Regions from separate parts of the Macaca mulatta genome. Here region 2 is linked to region 1. A link is a contact called in public Hi-C data. All regions are on one chromosome and are shown on one strand. The core of a region is the stretch at or near the end of the contact, and the rest is flanking DNA. Distances in the headings are between cores, read along the strand shown.

Evidence for each region. A called contact is a pair of places that touch in the nucleus more often than the background predicts.
Region 2: a Hi-C map of CD4 T cells shows a contact between it and region 1, with 3 times the contacts expected there. The contact joins the promoter of SLC9B2 here to the promoter of SLC9B1 in region 1. A contact is called at or near these places in 3 of 14 Hi-C or Micro-C datasets (CD4 T cells, blood and liver).

Annotation. Positions count from the first base shown.
Region 1 is chr5:112,400,690-112,406,763 of T2T-MMU8v2.0, forward strand. It overlaps SLC9B1 (solute carrier family 9 member B1), which reads right to left and starts at 2,318. Exons shown (of 12, transcript XM_001110263.5): 1 at 2,215-2,318.
Region 2 is chr5:112,455,692-112,462,081 of T2T-MMU8v2.0, forward strand. SLC9B2 (solute carrier family 9 member B2) reads right to left here and starts at 4,719. Exons shown (of 12, transcript XM_078002037.1): 1 at 4,391-4,719.

The DNA.
Region 1 (6,074 bases), core at 1,068-3,567:
TCCGCACTCTTCAGATTTTCTTCTTACTTCATTGGCTATTCTTCCATCTCCTTTGTTTGCTTCTTTTCCTCTGCTTTATACTAGTCAATGCAATGTTCTCTGTGAGCACACTTGCCCTAGGTAGTTTTACATATGCTGATGACTCCCAACTTTGTATCTTTGGTTCCTTGCACTCTGCAGAGCTCAAGACTCAGCTTACCTTTGATTTCTAATAAGAATATAAAAATCAAGGTAAGCAAAATAAAACTCCACCCCCCACCCCCCACTCCACCCTGGCTGCTCCTTTTTCTCCTTTAGTCTTTTCCATTTGGTAAATGGCATAACCATCCACACAATCTTAAGACAAAAACTTAGGGGCTAGAGGTGACTCCTTTTTCATCACCTCTATATTCAAAACATCACAAAGTCTGTAGGCTCTGCCCCCAAAATAGAGCTCACATACATCTACTTCTCTGCTATTTTATCCCGAACTTGTCATTCCTCTTTGGATTTCTGCAATTGCCTTCTGCTATAGATCTTGCTCCCCACCCAGTATGATTCAGTCATCACGTAATAGGCAGAACAAACGTTTTTACAATGTAAATCAGATCCTATCACTCCCTCCAAACTCACTACCGGTTTCTCTTCACACTTAGGAAATATATTACACTATGGAATATATTTCTAAGGAAATATATTACACTATGTTCCAGGTACTGTTCAATCTCAGTGTTTAGTAAACACCCCAGTAACATGGGATTTCGTTAACCAACAGAAGTGTTTAAACAGGATGAGTATGAAAATAAGTATAAAATGAGAAGTACTATAAAAACGATACGTTATATGTTACTATTACAGCAGCTGCCTATTTCCTTTTGTCTTGTAATTGCCAGGACCTTCCGACAAGAGCCAACTGAAAAACAGCAGTATAAATCATGGTACTCTAAAAGCCCAGACTTCAACACCATGCAATATATCCACACAACAAAACTGAACTTGTACTAACTAAATCTGTATAGAATTTTAAAAAGTAAGTTAAAAAAAATACCAGAGGACAATAAATATGAATGCCCTTTTCATAGGCACACAGTGACTAAAATATTTGGGGCATGAATTCTCTAAGGGTGACAATAATAAGTGTTATTTTTCATGCTTCTGTTGCACAAGTAATTATATTTATCTCTAAGGAAAATCAGAGAGTGGGGTGTGGCCTCCCTCAGTGCCAACTGGGCTAATTATCTCCCCACATCACCGAATCTGTTATTTCATAGGCTCTAGGAAACCCAAAGAGGGGAGTGAGGAACCTGGTATGGTCCCTTGAAGAGCTCTTGTAACACTCCTGATTTATGTGACAGACACAGTATGTGTGCAACTGTCCTTTTTCCTTCAAAAGCACTGGTCTAAAGCAGGGATCCCCAACCCCTGGGCAGCGGACAGGTACAGGTTTGTGGCCTATTAGGAAGAGGCCACACAGCAGGTGACGGGGCTACAGGATTATGCCCGAGCTCCACCTCCTGTCAGATCAGTAAAGGCATTAGATTCTCATAGGAGCACAGACCCGATTGTGAACTGTGCATACGAGGGATCTAACTTGCACCTTCTCATGAGAATCTAATGCCTGATGATCTGAGATGGAAGAGTTTCATCCCATCCTGCCTCCCCCCGGCTGCCCCAAATTGTCTTCCATGAAACTGGTCCCTGGTGCCAAAAAGGTTGGGGACTGCTGGAAGTGCTTGTCCACTGGGTTAAAGCCAAGAGGAGTAAACAGGATTAAGGGGCGTGGAGGTGGGTGTGTGGGGGAAGACAGCTTTCTCAGGATGGGCAACCAATCCCAGAATCCTCAATCACAGGAGCATGTATGTGAAGGTTTATTTGCAGGGATCCACCATTTGTAAAATAGTACACGCTTAATAAAATTAATAAAATTTTGCAGTCAATCTTGACTGACAGATCTCTTCTTTCTTACTGCAGAGTAATTGTAAAATAAGAAAAACAGGAGGAAGAGAGAACAAAGAAGAAAGATGTGGGATGAGAGAGTAAGGAAAGGAATCACGGAGAGGAGAGACAATGTCTGTGGCTATTTTCCCAGCGTCTGGGAGAGGAGCCCAAGCATCACATTGAACTGAGCGGGGAGGAAAGGCCCTCCTGGGGCCTACCGCAAGGAAATGATCGCGGGAGACCCGGGACTGGCGCCAAAGGGCTTGGAAGGGCGGAGTTAAGAAAAATGGGCCGTACCTACAACTTCTTGCGCAGCCCTCGCTGGCCCGGGAGCCCAGTAACCGTTGCGTAAGCCACGCGCCACCCAGGTGGGCAGGGTAGTGACGCGAAAGCCCGGCTAGACTTCCGCGCAGGGGCGGGGCGGGGCGGGGCGGGGCGGGGGGGCGGCAGCGCGTTTAAGTGACGTCTTGGCCGCCCGCGCCGGCGGAGACCAGGGTTCTGGGGCTCCCGGGAGTGTCTGGTGTGTTTTCTGTCTATTGAACCCTTTCCTTTTGACGTCTCTTCTGAATATTGACTCATCGGGTTGTAGAAATCCAGGGACAGAGTTGACATCACTGGGCATTTTAGCCAAAAAGCAGTGCTGGGGACTGCATGTGCCAGAAGTAAACTTGTCAAAACTCAGATTGTTTCCCCTAAAGTCAGCTTGAAGTGCAACGGTAAAAGAGCACGGTCTCTCCCCAAGACGGCCTGAGCTTAAACTGCAGCACTGTCACTTGCTAGCTATGGGACCTAGGCAAATACATCATCTCCCTGAGGTTGTCTTCTCATCTCTAAAGGACGCTGTGGTGGTGCAATGAGACACAGCAAGTGTCTGAACAAAGACACTGTGTACAAAGTAAACAATATACTGTTATCAATATAAAACCTTTTTTGTTTGTTTTTTTCCCCCGCCTGAAATCTTATGTGGAAAGTTGTATGTGAAAGAAATGAAAGCAGAGCTGCGTTGATGGTGGACCCAGAAGCTTTGGCCTTTCAGTCCCAAAGTTTCCAGGAATATAATCCACGCTTCCTATAAAAGACAAAAACAACCATTATTGGAGAAAGTGCAAATTTCTTAGAAAGATAAACGACCCATTCCTATCTAATGTTTCTCCTGACACTCAAAACAATGTTTACTCTTGAACACTGTATTCCTTTTTGACTCAGTGTGTTTTCTAACGTTAATTCCTCTACCGGAGTGTTCTTTTTCTTAGTCATCATCTAAGATCTGATTCAAATTACAGTTCCTTCTTGGGTAACTTAAATACGAAATTATCTTTTTATTGGTTTTGTTGTTGTTGTTGACACAGGGTCTCACTCTATTACCCCGGTCAGAGTGCGATCTAGGTTCCCCGCAGCCTCCGCCTCCTTGGTTCAAGTGATCCTTCTGCCTCCTGAGTAGGTGGGACTACAGGCGGGCGCCACCACCCCTGGCTAATTTTTTTATTTTTAGTAGAGAGGAGTTTCACATGTTGCCCAGGAGGCCTTGAACTCCTGGACTTAAGTGATCTGCCCGCCTTGGCTTGCCACAGTGCTGGGATTACAAGCATGAGCCACCACATCCCTGCCCTTTTTATTGTTTTTAACACCTTCCCTCCTTCAACGTGATACACACATCTCAGCAAGGATTTAATTTTCTTCCTCATTTCAGGAGAGTAGACAGGGTTTCATGATTACAGGATTAAGGGAATGTTTTGTACTCATGAAAAGGAAATGTTTTGTACTCATAGGAAAAGCAGGTAGATCCCTAAAGATAATGGGAGGTGGGACAAATGGTAGAGCTGAGAAGGAAGACCTTTGCTAGGAGTCTGTTTGCCTCCAGGGCACTACTCTTACGCTCTAGAAGGAATGGGCTCCTGGACAGGTAAGTGCTTTAAGGTCCATGCAAGGAAGATGGAGGGCACATCAACAAATGGAGTTTTGGAATTCTCAACAGGCCAGAGGGCTCAGGCTGGATTTGAGTCAGTCAACTATAAATATATTATATGCTCCCCAAATGCCATGAAGCAATTCCCACCTGTTACAGAGAGGTACATAAATGATTCATATAAAAATATAACGTTCTGAGACATTGACAAAATATAGTGGTTCATTGGGAGACAATATAATGAAAATTTACCAATAAAAAATTTAAATAATTATCTGATAACCTTTCTTATAAAAATTAATAGTATTTTAAAAATAAGTAAATTAATAATATTTGCAACAAGGCCATAGAAAGCAAAAGCTTTTGAGGAATAAGGAGAATCTTAACTGAGAGCAATTTTTTAAAACTATATTTGACATGATAAAAAAGTTTTAAAACTTTCTACATAAATATTTTCATACTTCTGAAAGTACTTCAATAAAAATAAAAATTTGGCCAATGATCTATTTAGTATGATTTCAGTGCCAAATTTCTTTTCTAGTTTTATCTCTAATTCTCTTCATCAGTCTCAAGTGCTAATCACTTTCTATGCTCCAGGCTTTACTGTTTTCAAAACTTTGCTAATATGCCAGCCTCCCACATTAGTTGTTCCCATCTTCACCTTACTCCCTAATACTACCCCATCCGTCCAGATCCTCTCCATTCTTCAAGATCTAGTTCAAGTATTAGCTCCTCTAAGATTTCCTCAACTTCTACACTAAAAACACTTTTGAATTATTCACTTGGATTATAGCTATTTGTACATATCTTATTTCCTTCTAAGGTTTTTAAAGGCAAGTATCATGTTTTGTTCATATTTGTATTCCTCACAGGGTCAATTTTCCATTAGAATTCAAGTTCTATTGAAAACCAAGCCCTTGAATATCTTGTTCATCACTGTATTCCCTAGTATCTAGCACAAGACCTGGCACACAGTAGGCATGTTATAATATATTCTGAGTGAGGGAGTAAATGGGTTTTAAAAACAGCTCCATGAAAGCAGGGATTTGTCTGTTTCATTCATTGCAAAATGAGTATCTGAATGTAAACATGAAGGCTTAGCATTCATTATATACAACAAAATTCTTTAATCTGCAGAGCATCATAAAAGTCAAATATGAAGTATTTATGTTGCCTTTCACCCAACAAATTCAGTTGATATCTTTCTGAAAATACATCCCCCAAAACTGCAGTATAATTTTAAAGAATCAAAATAAAATAGATGTTGATATTAAAGTAGTTTCAGTTTTGTTTGTATTTTTCTGTGTTCTAAATTTTCTGCAATGAAAATGTGTTTTTATAATCAGAAAAAATAATCAATATTATTTTTAAAGAATGTAGTGGGTGAGATCATTTGCAAATGTATACCTGAGGAAATTTTGAGGACATCAAGGTCAATCAAGGTGATTGGGAATTAATACCACAGAGGAAAATACTGTCCTGAGAAACACGATACTTCTTTCAGGGACTGAATTATGTCCTTCCCCACAGATTTATATGTTGAAGCCCCAACTTCCAATGTGATGTATTAGGATATGAGGATTTGGGAGGGCAATTAGATTTGGGTGAGGTCATGAGGATAGGGCCCTCATGATATGATCAGAGTACCCTTATAAGAAGAGACACCAGAGAGCTTGCTTGCTCTCTCTCGGCGTCATGTGATGACACAGTGAGAAGGTGGCCATTGGCAAGCCAGGAAGAGAGACTTCGCCAGAGCCCAACAATGCTGGCATCCTGATCTTGAACCTCCAACCTTTAATAGAAATAAGTTTCTGTTGTGTAAGCCACCCAGTGTATGGTATTTTGTTATAGCAGCCCAAGCTGACTAAGATAGACTAAGCAGACTAAGATCCAAACTGTTGTGTGGCAAGTAGCTTTCTGATATTGAGAGAGGATCCCCTTACTCTCAGATTTAGTCAGTAAATGTTTATTAAATGTCTATTGTGTTTCATGTCCTGTGAAAAATGCTGAGGATTCAAGGATAACTAAGAAAAGGTTCCTACCCATAGGGAGCTGGTTTAATAAGAGACAAACATGTAAATAAACTTTAAAAAGTGTTATATGTGCTCTGACAGAAGTATGTATAAGGGGCCCAAAAGTTAGAGTAATTGTTTCTATCTGTGGTTTAAGTGGGGATAGGTTGGGTTGGTCAGTACTCTATCAGGTTAACCCTAAGTTCACCAACCAAGTCAAGAGATGTGACTTTCCATGT
Region 2 (6,390 bases), core at 3,469-5,968, 57 kb after region 1:
TCGAATTCCTGACCTCATGATCTGCTGGGATTACAGGCATAAGCCACCGCACCCGGCCCTGGTCTTTATATCTTTATGTCAAATATCTTCCATCAAATGAAACCTAATCCTTAAATCCTACAAATGGAATGAATAAGGCAGTGCTGCAGGAGCCCTGTCTACTCACCCCTGTTCCTTCTGGCAAGTGAAGCATACTTTGGAAACCATTTCTGTAAATATGTTTTCACATAGAGAGATATTTGTCAAATGTTCTCTTTTTCAAATTATCTTACTAATCTAAATGTTTACAAGTACTTTCTGTAATATTCCAGAAGAAATAAAGAAACTATCAACTTGCAAATGTCCATAGGCTCTCAGTCAAGTAAAATAGACTTACTGCTATCATTTCAGTTACCGCTAAAAAATACGGATAAAGACTTTTTATTCTTGCTATTTGCCACCTGTGATTTGGATAGGCTGACATTTAAAGGGGTAATCTTACAGAATATTTACATATATTGCTTGCTATGGTTTGAATGCTTGTGTTCCTCCAAAATTCAGATTTTGGAATGTAACTGCCAAGGTGATGGTATTAAGAGGGAGGTACTTTGGGGAAGTGATTAAGTCACCAGCACTCAACCCTCATGAATGGAACTAGTGCTCTTATAAAAGAGGTCAAAGGGAGCAGCCTAGTCCCTTTGGCTCTTTCCCTTCCACCAGACTAATGCATAACACAGCATTAGTCTCTTCCTCCATGTGAAGAACACATGGCAAGAAGGCACCATCTTACAAGCAGAGATCAAGTCCGTATCAGACATCAAATCTAATAGGCACTTGGATCTTGGACTTCCCAGCCTCCAGAACTGTGAGAAATAAATTTTGATTACTTAGTTTGTGGTATTTTGTTATAGTAACAAAAATGGACTAAGACATTGCCAGAGTACTCTGGGTTATATTCATGCCTTTGAAAGTGCATCACTGTGATTGTTCAATACTCTGTAATGATAGTAATAACAATAATCTCCTACCTTTGTGTTCATCCATTCGTGTGTTGAACTATAGGTTCTTAGTCTCATATAGTATTTCTATATAGAACATACAGAAACATTCCAGTTTCTGTATTTGCTGAACAACACTGATCTAATGCTCATTTTCCAAAAGGAGCCCTACCCAGCAACGAGGAATTCAGATCAGGCTCAGAGTAGGGCTTAACATTTTCTTAGACAATTAATTGCTAAAATGACTAACAACATTTCCCTGGATGAGAACTACCTTATCTGAAAGACTTAGGTGTATCAAATACATGGAGCCAAGTTACCACAGGAAAACAACTGCTATTTTATTTGGTTAATTGATTTAGTAATTCCATTGACTCATGAAGCAAAACACTACATAATGAGATAAGAATAAAAGGAAATTACCCCTACATAAGAAGGGACCCAATACTTGCTTTCATTCTTTCTATTCTCTCCCCTCACCAAAGTGAAATAGATTTAGTAAAAGTTTAAAATATTATTTCTAGGTCCACTAAAATCAGAATCTACAGAGACTGAATCTACCCCAAGTGGGACAGACATGACTTACTGCCTGTCTAAATGCCAAGTATGCAGGTATACCAGCAGGTCCCTTCCCCAGCCCTAGGGATAAGTCACGATTGGTGTAAATCAATCTCTGTAACACCATTCCTCTTTGCCACTTATTGGCTAAGGACTGAGCATGATTCATTTCTTGCCATTGGAATTTGTAGGCAAGATTATTGGGGCACATTACATAAGATTTTCCTTCTTAATAAAGACAGAGAGAGAGGAGGAAAATCCTCTCCTCTTTTTGTCTTTAAATGACCAGGTGAAGAGGCAAGGGAAGTTGGGATTGTGGATGGGTTTCTTGGGACAATTCTAGCAGCCATCATTCACCCATGAAGAAAAGTCAAGATTAGCTGAAGACAGAAAGCAACCTAGAGCCCTGATATTATTGAGCTACTGAACAAACCCTGGACCCACCTACCTTCAAACATCTTCATGTATGAGAACAGTAAATCTGTATTTTTGAAGGGAGTTTTGGCTGAATATCCTGTTACTTGCAGCCAAAAGCATCCTAACCAATATAACAGGTGATTTTGTTGCAGAACCATCCCTGAGAAGCCCTGATGAACGCGGTGATGAGGAACCTCTGTCTTATAAACTTTAGCTTCTATCTCTCTAGCTTCTTGATACAGTGCAAAATCATCACAGACAATGAATGATCAGACTACTGCCTTTGTATTGAAATTTCTCAAAAATGTCCAGAAAATAACATTTTAGAACGTTAAAAATTAGTGCCAAGGTTTTCACTGCCATTCTTTTAGTCAACAGAAATTATTTGGATTGTAAGATTATGTATTTCCCCTCCTCTACCCTGAAGTTAAATTATAAGATTTGAATACTGAATGAAGAAAACTTGGACTTATAAACATTTAGTTGTTTTCCAAATTTCCTCTCATGAAACAAAACAACAGCAATAAAATATCACTACTACTGCTGCCGGGAGTTTCATTTCTGCTTTTTCTACTTGAAAAAATTCAAAATCTAACTCAAATGTCACCTTCTCAGTATTTCCTAACTCCAACATTGACAAACTGTCTCCCTCGTTCTCCTCTCTGAAGATTCATTCATTCATTCAACAAACAAGAGCTATTAAGCTCTTGTTATGTCCTAGTCCTTGAGCTGAGGATTCAGAAGTGAACAGTCTTAAATAGTTCCTATATTCAGATCTTGCAATCTAGTTAGAGGATGATAAATGATTCCTAAGCAATCAATGAACTATGGTTAAGTTTCAATTTTAGACACATGAGATAACAACCCCATCTCTTAATAAGTTTCATATCCTTTTTTTTTTTTTTTTTTTTTTTTTTTTTTTTTGTGACAGAGTCTTGCTCTGTCACCTAGGCTGGAGTGCAGTGGCACAATCTTGGCTCACTGCAACCTCTGCCTTCTGGGTTCAAGCGATTCTCCTGCCTCAGCCTCCGGAATAGCTGGGATTATGGGCATGCACCACAATGCTCAGCTAATTTTTACATTTTTAGTAGAGATGGGGTTTCACCATGGTGGCTAGGCTGGTCTCAAATGCCTGACCTCGGGTGACATGCCCACCTCGGCCTCCCAAAGCCGTAACAAGTTTCTATGGTGTGCTAGGCACAAGAGTAACAAAGATGACCAAGATGCAGTCTGCCCTTTAAGGGAGGGTCAGAGACTGATGCGTATTTACCAAAATCGTTTACTCTTCTGCCGGGGTCCATAGTACATTTCCAGTCTCCCCTGCAGGTCAGTGTGGCACGTGACTGAAGTCTGGTCAATGGGATGTGGACATAAATGGTATGTGATTTCCAGTCCTCACCCATAAGAAACAATCCTCATGCAACCCTCTAATAACTTTTCTTTTTCTGTCCGTTGCCTGGAAACTAAGGACTCCAAGGTCTTAGGGGATGGCAAAGCCATAATATAAAAGGAGTTTTCGTTCCTGAATAATTGAGTAGAAGGCCATGGAAACTAAGGACTCCAAGGTCTTAGGGGATGCAAAGTCATAATATAAAAGGAGTTTGGGTTCCTGAATAATTGAGTAGAAGGCCAACAGCTGAACACGTGAATGGAGTTGACATGAACGAGAAATAAGCCTGAACTATGTTTAGTTACTGAGATTTTGTACTTTATCTCTTACAGCAGCTACTGCTGTCTTAAGGTTATATTCTTCAGTCAACAGCATTTGATGATTCTTAGCACCTCGAGGATGCTAACCCAGTCCACAAAGGCAACATCCTCTGGTTAATCTGAGAACTGAAATAAAAGCAAGCAAGAAAAACCCACGCCAACACCTGACAACAGTAAACAGGCACGTGCGCGTCACCAGGTGTATAAACAGAAAAGGCTGGGCCCTCGCTCGCGTCTCCGGCCCAGCAGGCCTACAGGGTCCCCGCCGCGGACGCAGGGTTTATTTTTACCCTTAGTGTCTCTGGGGCCTCTCACCTGGCAGTCTCCGGCGGAGTCGACCAGGCTCCGTCTGAACGATTAGAAAGGAGCCGCTGGGGAGGCAGCGGAGCCTGGTCTAGCCACCGCGCTCTGGGGTTCCCGGTTCGCGCATCGTCCCAAGCAGAGCCGGGAGACTGCGGCGACTGCAGATAACCGGCCTCAGGGCGCGGCACCGCGTGTAGGCAGCCCCGCCTTTCGCACATACCCGCGGGGCGACTCCGCGCGGGGAGCTCCGACCCATCGGCTCCCGTACAGGCTCTGGAGTAAGCGTGGGCTGGTCCGGGGCCCGCAGCGGCAGCCCCGTGTGCCTTCCGCCGGGTTTCGGGTTGGGCGGCGCGGGTGCAGAGCCGCGTGCGATGCCAGAGGCGCGTGGCTTCCCCCGGAAAGGTGGTGCCAGGCCGACCACTTACCGGCCCACGTCCCGGGGCCTCAAGCGGCACCGCGCGGCCTTTCAGCTGCTTATCCTCACTGGGTGGGTCCTCAAGCTTCTGCGGCCAGGACCAGCGAGCTCCCGGGGAAGCTACCCGGAAAGCTTACCCAGAGAGCTCAGACCCAGGCGCCGAGTCTTCCCGGAGATGACGAGACCCCGCGCAAGGAGCACAGCGCAGGCTCCTCGGGACTCCGCGGCGCAGGCCGGGCAGCCCATTGCTTGTTTTATCGTTCCCCGAAACCAACCTCTAAGTTGTTTATCAGTCCTCCACCTTTTAGCTGTACTTCTTAGAAGTGTCTTCTCAGCTGCGGTGGGAAGATAGGATTCTTTCTTAAAGTGACCAATTAAAGGGCGGGATAAAAGACTTGTTCTGCCCCCCCCCCCCTTTATCGCTTAACACCTGCCCTTCCTGCTGTATTTTAGATTTTTAACGCTTCTATCAGCAGTGATTCTATTTCATTTAATTCTCATTTCATGTTTGTATCTTCCTTTTCTCTGCATTTCCTCTTCTGTGTGTGAAGACGCGCGCACCCCTTACCTGTTTTTCACTCCTGTAAGCAAGTGCCAATCTTAATCACCGCTTTTCAAGCAAGGGAGATTATCCTCAAATTTCTCCACCAGACAGAAACCATTCATTCTTGTCTCTCAGGTCCTCTTTTGTGATGAACCTATTGGATAGGTTCCATCCAATACCCTTCTTCAGATCATCTGAAATGATTGTTTTCCTAAACTGAACTCTTCCTCTCCTAAAGCTTGCAAAAATTTCTAGTGACATTCAGTTTCCTCTTACCACAGGAATGACATACATTTTTTCCTTTTAGTCATATGTACTTCATTAATATATCACCTGATTTGATTAACATGACTTTGAAGAAGATTGAATTTTTTGGCTAGATTTTACTTCGTTTTTATGGCTGATAGTGTTTATAAAAATGTTTTATTGTTTATGGTCAGCTCTGAGAAAGACTAACTCAGGTCATTTGTTAATGTTGGAGCCCATTTTGTAGAATTTATTGTGCATTTATTTAAAATTCATTTGTTCACATCTATACATATATTATACATGTATACCTGCTCACAGCGTAAAGTATATCATGACATAAGAGTCAGTGTTCTGTGAATTCACTGGAGAAGTTACAGCATTTTGATTATGATACACGAAAAGAAACCGAAGTCATTTAGCTTAACTCCTTAATTTCATAAACCAGAAAACTAAAATCCAAGATAGATTGGGTGACTTGGTCTAGATCACAAATCAAAGTTATCCATAATTCAGTAGTGTAATGCCTGGTCCAAAGCCTCATAGATAATCTTATAATCAATGAACTCTTTCGGAATGCTAGTCAAAATGTCCTTTTGTGTGACTTTTAATGTACCTTCATCAACTGAATGATATTCTTCCCCATACATAAAGTGTTACCTTTTCATTGTCCATTTCAAAATTTTCCTTGTTAATATTAAAGTTCTAGGAAAAAAGGCTAAGAATAACTGCACATTTATTATCTCAGTGTGTATCATACCATTTGGTCCTTTGAGGTTGCAACAAGTAAAAAACAAACATAAAACCCTTAAAATAAAAAGAAAAAACTTTGCACTGACAATGTTACAGAATTATCATCCATAAATTTACTTATTTTCTTGAAAAATTTATTTTCTTTAATTTCATTTGTTTCCTGTTATATGATTTATATTTAAATTTACATTTATTTATCCAGAGACTATGCCCAAATTTTATGTCTTCTTGTCTGTTATCCTGGAGTTTGGTGAAGAAATCTGTACTTAATTTAAAAAAGAAATCCCTCTAACTGAAAATATTGTCAGTTAGCTAACTATATATTTCTTAGGCCCATGTCAAGTTATCATTGCTTATTTTAATAAAGATTGTTTAGACTAAGAAAATAGTATTTAATTAATAAGGGATGGCATCCATTAAGTGTAAACACTGGATTATTTTTCATAACAGATCAACAATATAGTTTT